2 separate regions of the Mus musculus genome follow, and region 1 is linked to region 2. The links are chromatin contacts, called in public Hi-C maps. All regions are on one chromosome and are shown on one strand. Each heading gives the region's core, a stretch centred on a gene start, on an enhancer-like site or on the middle of the called end of the contact. The rest is flanking DNA. Distances are from core to core; before and after follow the strand shown. Region 1 overlaps Arhgap22 (Rho GTPase activating protein 22). Region 2 holds the start of Arhgap22 (Rho GTPase activating protein 22).

Region 1 (6,332 bases), core at 2,967-5,466, 66 kb after region 2:
GGCTACCACTGAGTCTCACGATGGCCTCTAAAGAGCAGGCCTTGACCTAACAATGCCAGGTCAGGAACATGCCATGAACAGTGTGTGTGTGTGTGTGTGTGTGTGTGTGTGTGTGTATGTGTGTGTGGCAGCCCATCTCAGGGAGGAGTCTAGAGGACAGAGTGTGAAGCTAGTCTCACACAGAACAGAAGCAGCAGCTGTTAGCCAGGCGTTGGATGTGGCCCAACCTGGGTGCCAGAATCCTGAGCTGGGCCTTCATTCTGTCTCAGTGTAGGAGAGATCTGCTGTGGTTGAAGGGCTTGCACCCAGCCACTGGGGAAGCCATTTTCAGCTGACAAGTAGGAGCAAGGGGGCACAGATGGGAGGCTCATGGTTGAGAAAAAGGGCCTGGAAATAGCAGGGCAGTGTGGAGCGCAGTGTCTGAGGGACACTAGAGTGCTCAGGCATCTGCAGGCTCTGGCAGGGACAGTTGAGAGGCTCTTTCAAACAGACTGAGTTTCTGTTTTGCCTCTTTAGTTTCTTTTTTCTTTCCTCTTTTTCCAGGATAGTAAGTGTTAGGAGGCTGAGCAGCAAGGAGTAGTAGAAAATTGATTTAAAATTTGATTTAATTTAGCATAAAAGCCTGGGGTTGACAAGATGGACGAGAAAGAGGCTGCAGTTGAAGTTAGCATTAATACAATCAAAAGTCATCAGGGAAGCCAATAAAACAGAAAGTGCCAACATAGAACTAAGTCCCACAACAAACAGAGAAGGAGTTCATTTGGGGTTGGCTAACTGCTCCTGGGCATGGGGCCTGCCCTGGAGTGTGGTTGATATTCCCAGTGAAACTCCATTGGAGAAAATTGATTGTCTTTCTTTCCTAGCAGGTATCAGTTGCAGACAGCTTCTTTTCCTGTGTTCACTCCCTCTTTTCAGAGTTGGAACCTCATCTGGCTTGAACTTGTTCAGGTTCTGTGTATGTTCATCTCTGTGGTACATACTCATTTTAAAAGACACAAGAAAAAAATGTATCTGAATTTTATAATATTGAATATACATTATGTATGGTAAACTGAGTACATTGTTTAATTGGAATTAAAAGAAATATTTAGGTGGGGAGGAAACCTTATGTGGGGGTTGGGTAGGTCAGCCAGTCCCATAACTTGAAAGTTATAAGGAATGTCTCTCACTTTCTGGGACTATCATTTAGCAAGATTTTCAACCCCAAACAAAGCTCAAGGGGTGATATTGAGGGCCCCTCCTTCCCACCTCACCTCAGAGAAGAAAGTGTCTCACTTTTAGATGAGGGAGGTCTGACATCTTGCCTATGATGTTGGGTGCTCCAGTAGCATGTGACAGCTAGGACAACCTCAGTGAGAACTTGGCTTGGAAAGGAATCCAGCAGGACCCAGGGAGGATGCTGTTTGCTTGCTTGTACCTAGCTAGCTTTCCTAAGCCCTTCAGGACCACCTGCCTTGGACCACATCAACTAACAATCAGGAAAACCCCCTCATACATGCACATGGAACTGTCTGATCTAGGCAGGTTTTCAACTAAAAGTCTCCTGTCATGTGACTCCAGACTGTGTCACCTAGACAGTTAAAGTTGACCAAGACACTTGCCATGGGTGCCTGGTGTCTGAACTTCAGCAAGTCATTTGTCAGATATAGATGATATAGAGATAGAGATAGAGATAGAGATAGAGATAGAGATAGAGATAGAGATAGAGATAGAGATAGAGATAGAGATATAGCTTTCTGGACTTGGGCTCATAGCTCATTAGCTCATAATCAGAGAAGACATTTGTTGTGATTTAAATGAAAAAAATATGTTAGGAGTTGGAGAGATAGTTTCACAGTTAAAGTGCTCACAGCTCTTCCAGAGGATCTAAGTTTGGTTCCCAGCACCCAAATCAAGTGGTTTATACCTGCCTGTAATTCTAGCTCCAACGGACTCTTTGGGCCTCTGTGAGGACACACATTTGGCGTACATTCATACACACACACACACACACACACACACTCACACTCACACACTATCCCCCATAGCTTGAATGTGAACACGTGTTGTCCCCGTTTGGAAGGGTTATTAACCATTAGAAGGTAGAGCCTTGCTACAGTGTGTCATTGGCAGTGAGATTTGAGGGTTTAAAGTCTCACCTGACATCTATGCTTCCTGTGTGTAGATAGAAACTGGGATCAGCCAGCCTCCAGCTCTTGCCACCATACCATACCCTCCTCACTGTGGTAGACTCTCTATCCCTCTGTAACTGTAAGCCAAAATAAACTCTTTCCTCCTTAAGTGAATTACACTCAATGAAGCCTTAGCAAGTCACCCAGCAGAGAGGGGTCCATGACAGGCAGGGGCCCCCAACCTTGCCTCTGCCATGTTGGTCAATTTGATGGAGAACAGTAAAAGCCAAGCCCTCTGACTGGACCACAGACTCACTTCTCAGCTGTGTTCTGTCCACCTACTCTGTTTTCCCCAGCCCCACACTCTGCAGTCTCCAAGGCTGACCACCTGCATCCCTTCCCTTCCCTGGACACATGCCCTGCTCCCTGCAGCAAGTTGGTGGCATTTCCCCTCCTCTTGAGTATGAAGCTGGGCTTGGGACAAGTTGGCCTCTAAGTGATACTGAATGCATTCCAGTCCCCACCTCTGAGAAGCCAAACTGTGCACAGTCTGGGCAGGGCAGGGCAGAGCAGGGACACTGTGTAGGGAGAGAGCTCCCAGGGCCCTGCTAAATGAGTAAAGCCTTGAGTCTTCTGTCCCAGGCAGCTACCAGCTGTGTGCAGCTGTGTAAGTGACCCTAGACCACACCCTGTGGAGCAGAACTGTCCCCTGAGCCCTGCCCAAAACTCATAGTTCATTCTTTTCAAGCCACTAAGTTTTTGGGTGCTTTGTTATACAGCGGGGAATAACCACAACGGTTTAGAAATAATTATGCCAACCTTCCAAGACCTGCAAGATGTGTAGATCTGCTTCTAGCCAGTTGAGAAAATGGATGTCACACAGAACAAAATAAAAAAGTGCTGGGGCCACAACTGAGAAAATGCCGTGAGTCTAGAACCAACTCTTTGAATTACTGTCCCGGCGCGTGATAGTGACACTGTTGAAAACCAAAAACTTAGGTAATGAATTTGCAGAGCTGCGAGGGACATCTCTGGCAGCTGGCATTGACAAGCTGGGTTCATGGAAAATTGTTAAGTCAAAATGGAAAGGTCTAGCTTTGGTTTCAAACAGCTGTTTGATCCCACAAAATAGAGTGATCTAATTAAGACTAGTTAAAAACATATGCCAAGAGTAGGGGCTGATTCCTGTAATCCCAGTCCTTGGGAAACTGAGATTGGAGGATAACGAATTCAAGGCCAGTCTGAGCTTTGTACTGTACTCTGTCTTTAAATACATATACACATATATACATATATTTGATATATTCAATTAGATAAATGTATTTATATGTATATATTAATATATTTAAATATATATAAAGAGAGAGTACAGTACATATTTAAATAGAAATATATAGAGAGAGTATAGATATTGTATACTTATAATATGTATTATAATATATTATATTTTAAATATTTATATCATATATAAATGCTATGTGTGATATAAATATTATAAACATATATTTTATAATAATATAATATAATATAAATGTATAAATTATAAAAGTATATAAGTAACTATATTATATAATATATTATATAAAATTTATATATATACATATACACACATATATATGTGTATATATATGTATGTATTTAGGGACTGGAGAGATGACTCAGTGATTAAGAAAGCTTGATGCTGTAGTAAAAGTCGAGAATTTGGTTCCTAGCACTCATAATGGGCAGCCTACAACTACCTGAATTTCCAATTCCAGGCTATCAGACACCCTCTTCTCACCTCTAAGGGTGCTTGCTCACATGTGATATACACTCACATACCCATACACATTTTTAAAAAGTCAAATGAAGCAGAATTAAGGGTTTAATTAGCTGAAGGCTCAGTAGAAACTAATAGTGAGATATGTTGTGGGGGGGACAGCTAATGAGACCCTTGAGTCCTGTTACAAAATGCACATAAATTATGATACCAGGGAGGGGGAGCCCTGCTGAGCTCAGCCATACTCAGACCTGGTCTACTTGGAGAAAGATAGAGTCACCTCAAACACTGCATGTTCAGTACAGCAGGAACAGGGATCCATGAAGATGAGGTATGTGAACTCCTGTGAGTCAGAAAAAAAAACCTCAGTATATCGCCTAAGGCAAGGAAATCCTGGGACCAGCTCTATATAAGGCATTCAGCCTCATGCAAAATAATGAACCAACTTGCCGTTCATGACCGCTCTGTTCCTATGGTGTGGCAGACTGGAGCAGGTGAGCTGTGGTCCCCAGGGCTGATGGCACATAGCTTGGAGGGGGGTTAAACAGAGATCGTCCCTAAAGGCCTTTCTGGCTCTCAAAGTCAAAGGTGAGTGGGGACCACTTAATGCACAGGAATGAAATCCTGGAATCACCTAAACCAGAGGGATTCTCCAAAGCCACGTGCTGTATGAGTCAAAACTGAGGCCAGAAGAGAAGCTGGTGAGTTCTGTGGTCTGTCCAGAGCAGGTACTTTCCCAGAATTCCAATTGTTGGTGCTCATCATGTTCTTCAGTTGCCATCTTGTGCAGAGAATCTGAGCCCTGGGGTCCATGCCAGGCCTGATGAACGTCTCCAAGGAGACACAATTAATAGTGGACACAGTATGGGCCTTGGAGCCTGCAGCTCCCGTAAGTCATAATTGTTCAAATCTCCTCCTCCCTGCTGCTGAGTCCATCCACAGCACATGAACAAGTTAGCAATGTCCTCCCAAGCAAGACAGTCCTACCGCAGACCCGCACGCTGGTTTAGCTATGCTCAAAAGGAGTACAGTGGAGCTTAAAGGAGAGGCACGGAAGCATCCATAGCAGGCCCTCCTGCCATTCAGCTGTGACAGAGACACAGACATGACCTTGAGTTAATTGGCTGCTGATAGGCTCTGTTAGCATGGCAGAGGAAAATTAGACTGTACATCCCCTCTTGCTTAAAAATGCCCTTGGAGACAGCTTCAAATGTCTCTTTTGTGAGAAATTACTAGACTCTTATAAAAAGAGAGGTATCAATTATTTAGCTCTAAATCTGAGGATTCATGTTCTCTTTATGGGATTCTTAGATGTTTGCAGCCATTTGAGGACCTTAAGTTCTGCTGTTATAGATATCAAAATCCGAATTCTAATCAAACAAGTTAAATCAAAAAAGCTGTATTTACAAAAATCAAAATGGCAACCCCAGAAGCTCACTTTTAAACAAATCTCAATTAGAACAATTTTCCCTTCCTGAAACATGTTAAGAAAAAAAAATCATGAATGAAGTTGCCTTAAAACTTGTCTTATACCTTCCTGGAGCTCTAGAGGTGACAGTGGGGCTAGCTGGGAACATATTAATTATAGTTATATGATTAAAATATTTACAATCATTATATTAATAATTATATGAGAATATGCCTTCGATCCTCTAGGGAAAGGAAACTCACTACTCAGCCTTGTCATCTAAAACTGACCTCAGAGCACTGTTCAAGGCTAGCCTGGGCTACATCACAAGAGCATCTCAAACAAAACCAATGCCCAGCCTTCACGTTTCCTCCAGTGTCCCTGGTCATTCATTTATGAAGTGAGCTCCTCTTGGTCTACTAATTTAATTCAGCACAGAGCTTCCAGTCTGAATGCCTCCCTCTTACAGCTGATCAATTATTTGGCTTTAAGGTGAACCCAGTTAATCTACAGTAATAGCTGGAAGGCTGTCTGGTAAATTGTGAGCTTTGTCAATTACTGGGCAGAAAAACGGATTGAATAGCATTGGGGCAGCAGGAAAGTGTATCTTACTCATTGCTTAGCTGAACATAACTTACTTTGCATTGGTGTTCAGCCATTCTTGCTCCTTAATGCGTTGGTAGATGACTGAACTACAGTTTATCAGCATAATGTGGGTGATTGGAGGTGGCTTCTGTCAAGCTGATGCCTTCTCTTGGCTGCCAAGAAGCAAGTCCATTTTCTAAAGAGACTGCAGTGTTTGCAAAAGTTAGAGAAGAGGTCTGTCTGCCCTAGCAAAACGTAGCAGGTACTCTGCGGCCAACTCAGCAAGTCAGGATGGTAGAGCCGGGCAGGCCAGTATCCAAGTATTTATACTGTGTGTCTCTTCTTAGCCTGTCCATTGATAATGCAGTAGTCTCCCCTCCCAGCAGTACCATATACCCCAGGGCATCTGCATTGCTGTCGGACGTTCCAGAAACAATGTGGGATCAAAACTATGCCCAGCCGAGGGAGG
Region 2 (5,925 bases), core at 3,059-5,558:
CTACCCGCGGTTTAGGGCTAGAGAGTGAGGCTTAGGGAGGCTGTGAAACTACCCAGTGAGCTGCCTGTGCCCACCACAGGAATCAAAATCACTTCCACCTCAGCCTCTCTCCCACTTTGTTCTGCAACCCCAGCCCCCTTTCCAGCAAGGCTGGACAGACTAGAATTCCTTGGCCTGTGTGCACACAGGAGGCCTTGGTGGGGTGTTTTCCAATGAGGTTGTCTGTTAGCTTAATCAGAGGGGATGCCAGCAGTGTCTCTGCTGAGCCCTGGTGAGTGGAGGGCTGACTCATTCTGGAAGAAGGGAACTTTCTGCCTCCACAATGGGGCCACCTGCCCACTTCTGTCCTGAGCCTTTGGCTTTAAAATGCCCTCAGTGAGCCTTATGGCTTGAGAAATAGTCATATCTGTCCTCCACCACCTGGGGGTTTTCTTGCTGCACTTCTCAGCACCCAACCATGGAACAAGGTGGAAGGATTGATCTGATGGGAACAAAAAAATCTATGTAAGCCCAGGAGCCCCACATGAATCACCAGCAAATAGTGAGGGTAGAAAGGCGAGGCCATAAGAAAGCACAGACTTGGCTGCTGGGAGTTGTCTGGAGGCCAGCGGCCCTGGGGCTGAGCGCCCTCCAGCAGAGCAATCATGTCCCACAAACAAATCTATTATTCGGACAAATACGACGAGGAGTTCGAGTACCGGCATGCCGTATTGCCCAAGGACATAGCCAACCTGGTCCCGAAAACCCACTTGATGTCTGAATCTGAATGGAGGAAGCTCGGCGTTCAGCAGAGTCAGGGATGGGTCCACTATATGATCCATGAACCAGAACCTCACATCTTACTGTTCCCGCAGCCACTGCCCAAGAAGCCAAAGAAATGAAGCCAGCGAACCGCCTTCCGGCCTCGAGCTTTCCACAGCTGTCCTCACTCCCTACCATCTTTCTGATCGGGTGACCATGTTGCTTTCTTATTTCTCACTTTGATATGTAAAGGATACACTGTTTGAATGTGCTGGTATCTGCTTTGCTTCTGGAGTTGAGCCACCAGTGCCACAGCCCTGTCAGATGAGTGTGACCATATTAGTCATTTGGCAGAAGCATGTGAAATCTAGATCATGGCTGTTACAGGGATGGTGTGAATATGCTGATGTGTTTTTTACTATTGGGTATTGTATTTATGATGACTTATGGATTTATGTTTCAATGTATTAGAAACTTTGCATTTTATCTGACAGATCTTTTCCATGTTACAAGCCTCGATTAAAGGAAGTTTTTTTATAATCTAAAAAAAAAAAAGCACAGACTTACTCAAGCTGCCCCCGGATCCCAGCAGGAAAACAAAATGCAATGTCCAGGAACAAGACCAGGGTTCAGAAGCACGGGCGAAGCTCCTCTAATGACCACCAGAGGGCGCTCCAAACCAGCCAACCCAGGCCCTCCTCGGCGCCGCGCTTCCTGCAGAGGTCAGCCTTTTACACTTTCCGAGCCGCTGAGGTTGCTGCTGCAGCCTTGAGAGGCCAGCCAAGGACAGCTGTCAGAGCATCATCCCCAGAGGCATCGAGGAGACAGGAAACCTGCATCCTGCCTGATGATGTTCAGCCTGGGTTGCATCCCCTGGTCCTACCAGCGGACTCGTCCCATGGGAGCCAGGGGCAGGGGCAAAGGCAGGGCACCCACGGGGTGAGAAGAGGGGCGGCAGCTAGAGTGCTCCCTCCTGGAACGAAGAAGGAGCCCCTCCTTCTTCAGGCAAAGACAGAGAAGCCTGCTCTCCACGTCCAGGTGAGCAAAGATGAGATCCAGGTGAGCCAGGACAGCTCCAGGAGAGCCACACACAGCAGCGACCCTGTGTGGGGTGGAGTGGGGAGCCGGGGCTGCACAAGTTTCCTGACCCCAGGCTGTGAGTTCATTCTTTAAAGATGGACTCTAAATACCCTCCTAAGCCACATTAAATTGCTGCGTGGCTCGGAGCATCACGATTCCACAATGAGACCCTCCCCCAGCTGCTGTCAGGTGTCACGTAAATGTGTGCATTGTGCAGTTGTGCCTGCAGGTGGGGTGAGATAAGGCACAGGGGCACTGGCCTGAGTCCAGGGCAAACAGATCTGTTGTGAGCGTGGTGCGGAGCCATGCCTGGAGCTGAGTCATGCTCTGGGAGGCGTCTAGGCGGGCCCTGGCTCTACTGGGCTTGGCTGGGTGTGGCCGGCTGTTGACCTTGCTTAGAAAGGTAGGTTAGGAGAATACTAAGGTGAAGGGCTAGAGAGCAAACCTCTTCCTCTTTCACAGAGGTGACCCCTCTCTACTCCAACCCCACAGTAGCATATCGGTTTAGGAACTTCCCCCCTCCTGCAAACGTATACACAATTGTTACAGTCTCCCAGGGTCTATTCTAGCACCCACCTGTCTCCTCTGCCTGCCCTCTCTGGTCCTGGGAAAAGCCAGCCCCACCCAGTTCCTTAGATGTGATAAGACCCGGCTGCTTTAGCCAATCAGCACACCCCACTGGTTTGGATCCAGTCGAGTGCATTGGTTAGTGCCCCAAATCAAGGAAAGAAGGCATTTGACAGGCTTTGGGAAGAAGCTCTGTGGTTTGTCTGAGACTGGACAGTGTCCTCTTTCCTCGGGCTCTGCGGGAGAGAAGAAATGTTAGCTCCCAAAGCTGATCCCAAAATAAAGGAGGGCCAGGGGAAGAAGGGGAGGAGGGGGAGGAGAAAGGAGGAAGGGTGAAGGGTGAAGAAGAGGGAGAAGGAGAGGAAGGAGGAAGAGAGGGAAGAGGAAACACCCTAGAAGCAAACAGAACTGCAAGGAAACCCAGACTTGATTGACATGTCAACCTGCTAGATCCAGCTGTCTGCCACCAATTATGAGACTGTTCCCCCTAAAGGAGCCAATGTGTGCCCTTGTATTCCTGAATTCAACTTTAACGTTAGACTTCTGTTTTGTAAACAGGCTCTCATGTAGCACAGGCTGGCCTTGAACTCACTATATAGCTGAGGGTAACCTTGAACTTCTGAGTCTCTGCCCCCACCTCCTGATTGCTGGGTTTACAGGCATACTACACGCCTACCTGGCTTTGTGTCCTGCTAGGGACTGGACCTACAGTGTGAACCCAGAGCATTCATTCTTAAGGCTTGCTACAGTGGGTGTGGGGTGCCCCCACCCTCAGAGCCTTACCCCCGTCCACCTATGCTTCCAAACTGTGCACTCTTCCAGGAGAGACTGAAGGTGTCACTCCCAAATCCCTCAGGGTCTCTGAGGTCTGTACCAACTCCAGGGTCCTCATTTCCTGGCTCCAGCTCCATCACTTCCCTGGAGACTCCCAGCTCAGCTGTGTGTTCAAGGCCATCTGTGCTCCTGGGTCCCAGGTCATGCCAATATCTTGGGCTTAGGCCCTTGAAGATTTAGGGCTTAGTGACCGCTTCATTCTCTCTGCTATTCCAAAGGCAGTCTGCCTTCTCCATTCCAGGTGCTGTCCCATCACTCCCTGGGGACCAGTCAGTGACAGGAACTATACCCACATGCTAAAGTGTGAACCAGAAGCATTTTGCCCCAGCAGGACCCACAGAATACCAGGCACTAGTCCATAGCCCCAAGCTTCTGTTCTCTGTGGCAGTGATGGACCGATTTCAGCCCGCATCTCTATCTCCTCCTCCTCCTGCCTCCTTCTGCCTCCTCCTGCCCAGGTTGGAAGGATCTACCGGTAACTTCAGGCTTCATACAAGCTCAGCTTGTAGAGACTAGCACACTGGAGACAGGGTAGGTAGGGGAAGAGCATTCTGGGCTCCATCTGCAAATGGTATCATATGTCCTAAAGACAGGTGACAGTGTGCCTGCCATCTCAGAGCCTGGCTTTATTTTAGGTCGCTAGGACTGCTGCTGTGTGAATGATGTTCACGGCGGCAGAAATACCACTTGGCTAGTTATAAGCAAGCTTTGTCTATTTGTTTGTTCGTTTGTACCCATTTTCCACAACTGTAAATGATGTAATGATGACACATTTCCAAAAATAGAATGGAGAAGTGGTACCCTAAGGATGTGACAGAGCTTTCCTGGGGTCTACCCCAGCACTTGGACCACAAGCCAAAGTGTGAGCCAGGAACCAGCCAGCATGCTCAGAGCAATTTGCACGGTCCCTTACTTAGCTCCATGTTGTTCCCTTGGGGGCGAAAAATATCAAATCTAGTAGCTAGAGCCCTTGGCTCACCGAGCCCTTGCTTCCGCTGATGAATCTGGCATCTTCTCCCTCTGAGACGCAGTTGTCACTGCTGGTCCCATTTTACAGATTTGAGGAACTGATACTCTGACTTCCCCAAGTCTGCTCTCAGATCCCCAAGGTACATGCTCCACAGAGAAACTTGTCCCTCACAGCAGGCTTTGTTCGTGTTTGAAATCCAGGCAAATGCCTGGAAAGAGCGTTCTAAATATATTTCTCTACTATAGATGCTGATCGCCTGCTACTGAAACTGGGAATTAGCTTGTCTGCCTGAGGATGTGGCTGCTGCCTTCCAGAGAAGACACAGGAGAAATCTGCACACTGCCAGCCTAGCAATGCTGCCGACGGCTTCCAGCAAAAGAAGAACCTTCGCTGCCAGATACTTCAGTAAGGATTTGGCTCTATGGTGGGGAATGGCTGCCTGTGTGCTTGACTTCGTGCTTAAGGGTGGGGTCGCTCGGTGACACTGAAGGAGCCTCGTTGGTCTTGCGGGCTGTGGGCACCATGAAGTGGGGACTCAATCTTCCTTCAGCTCTCAGCACAAGTTGGTTAGCCAGCACTCAGCCATGACCCAGCATCTGCTCTCTGTGAGCCTGGAAATCAGGCTCCAGTGTCAAGGGTCCTGGGTTCCAATGGCTGGGGACTCTAATGACAGTTGACGGCCATGAGGATCACCATGACCACAGACTGCTTGGACACTGGATAGAGCTTCCACAGGGAGAACTGGGCATCCCAAGGCTCCTCTGTCTGTGCCAGGAAGCCACCCAGCCTGGTAGTGAACTGAAAGATGCAGAGAGGATGATTGAATAGCTCCGGGAAGCTCTGGGAAGGCAGCAGCTAGTCACAGTGGGACTAGTGTCTGTTCGAGTCACTGACAGATGATGGTCTGGTATTCCCTGAAGATGCTGGGCCCCTCAAGAACTGAATCGTGTAGGTGCCAGGTCACACAGGTGTAGATCCTGAAGGTGCAAGGTCATACAGGTGCTGGGTCTTGCAGGTGCTGGGTCTTGCAGGTGCTGGGTCTTGCAGGTGCTGGGTCTTGCAGGTGCTGCATCATACAGGTGCTGGGTCTTGCAGGTGCTGGGTCTTGCAGGTGCTGCATCATACAGGTGCTGGGTCTTGCAGGTGCTGCATCATACAGGTGCTGGGTCTTGCGGGTGCTGAGCCTTGCAGGTGCTGCATCATACGGGTGCTGGGTCTTGCAGGTGCTGGGTCTTGCAGGTGCTGGGTCTTGCAGGTGCTGTGTCATAGAGGTGGTAGACCCTGCTGGAGCTGCCCGACTTAAATGTGTGTGCACAGGATGGACCTCAGGCAGGAAGGAGCTGGTTGTGTTTGTAGCTGGGTGGTGTCTTTGGTAGGTTAGACCTGAGTGCTGGATTCCAGAAATAGATGCCATCAGTAACGTCCTCTGGGCCCCAGTCCTCCTCAAGCTTGCCAACTTCCTCTGGAGACTTCTGTTTAGCCAGCCTTAGGTGGAACGCAGGCTCCTGCACATGTTTATGTCTCTGCCAGCACTAGGAAAAAGTGAACAGAGCCACAGGGCTCAGACTCCTGCTGTGCCTCTGTCGTCCTGAGCAGGCATGTGTTAGGTGAGGAGAAAGTTTCTTCTTCCACAAAGGCAGGGTTGCGTGAGCTGGAAGCCAGGTCTGGGCTCTGAGACCTGGGCTAGAGTCTAGGTAGACGCTCCAGTCTGGGGAGAAATCGGGCTGCGGGCA

What was found. A called contact is a pair of places that touch in the nucleus more often than the background predicts.
Region 1: a contact with region 2 is called in a Hi-C map of embryonic fibroblasts, with 23 read pairs. The contact joins the enhancer-like site here to the promoter of Arhgap22 in region 2. A contact is called at or near these places in 7 of 39 promoter capture datasets (3T3-L1-derived adipocytes, the HPC-7 cell line, HPC-7-derived erythroid cells and 4 more), 1 of 15 datasets of contacts at CTCF or cohesin (the NIH/3T3 cell line), 36 of 484 Hi-C or Micro-C datasets (B cells, the C2C12 cell line, the CH12 cell line and 22 more), 22 of 115 datasets of contacts at active chromatin or transcription factors (the HPC-7 cell line, PVALB interneurons, acute myeloid leukemia and 16 more) and 3 of 9 other capture datasets (adipose tissue, liver and pancreatic islet).

The regions. Positions count from the first base shown.
Region 1 is chr14:33,278,370-33,284,701 of GRCm38.p6, forward strand. All of the region lies in intron 3 of Arhgap22 (Rho GTPase activating protein 22), which reads left to right. Among named protein-coding and RNA genes, the nearest start is that of Gm41130, 50 kb to the left of the region's middle. Within about 2 kb of position 4,217, at least 9 of the 459 cell types and tissues checked have an H3K27ac peak or open chromatin away from gene starts, as enhancers often do. A contact at or near this core is called in embryonic fibroblasts and trophoblast stem cells, where this site is marked.
Region 2 is chr14:33,212,515-33,218,439 of GRCm38.p6, forward strand. It overlaps Arhgap22 (Rho GTPase activating protein 22), which reads left to right and starts at 4,309. Exons shown (of 11, transcript NM_153800.4): 1 at 4,309-4,331; 2 at 4,438-4,597. The coding sequence starts at 4,546. It also overlaps the pseudogene Gm6340.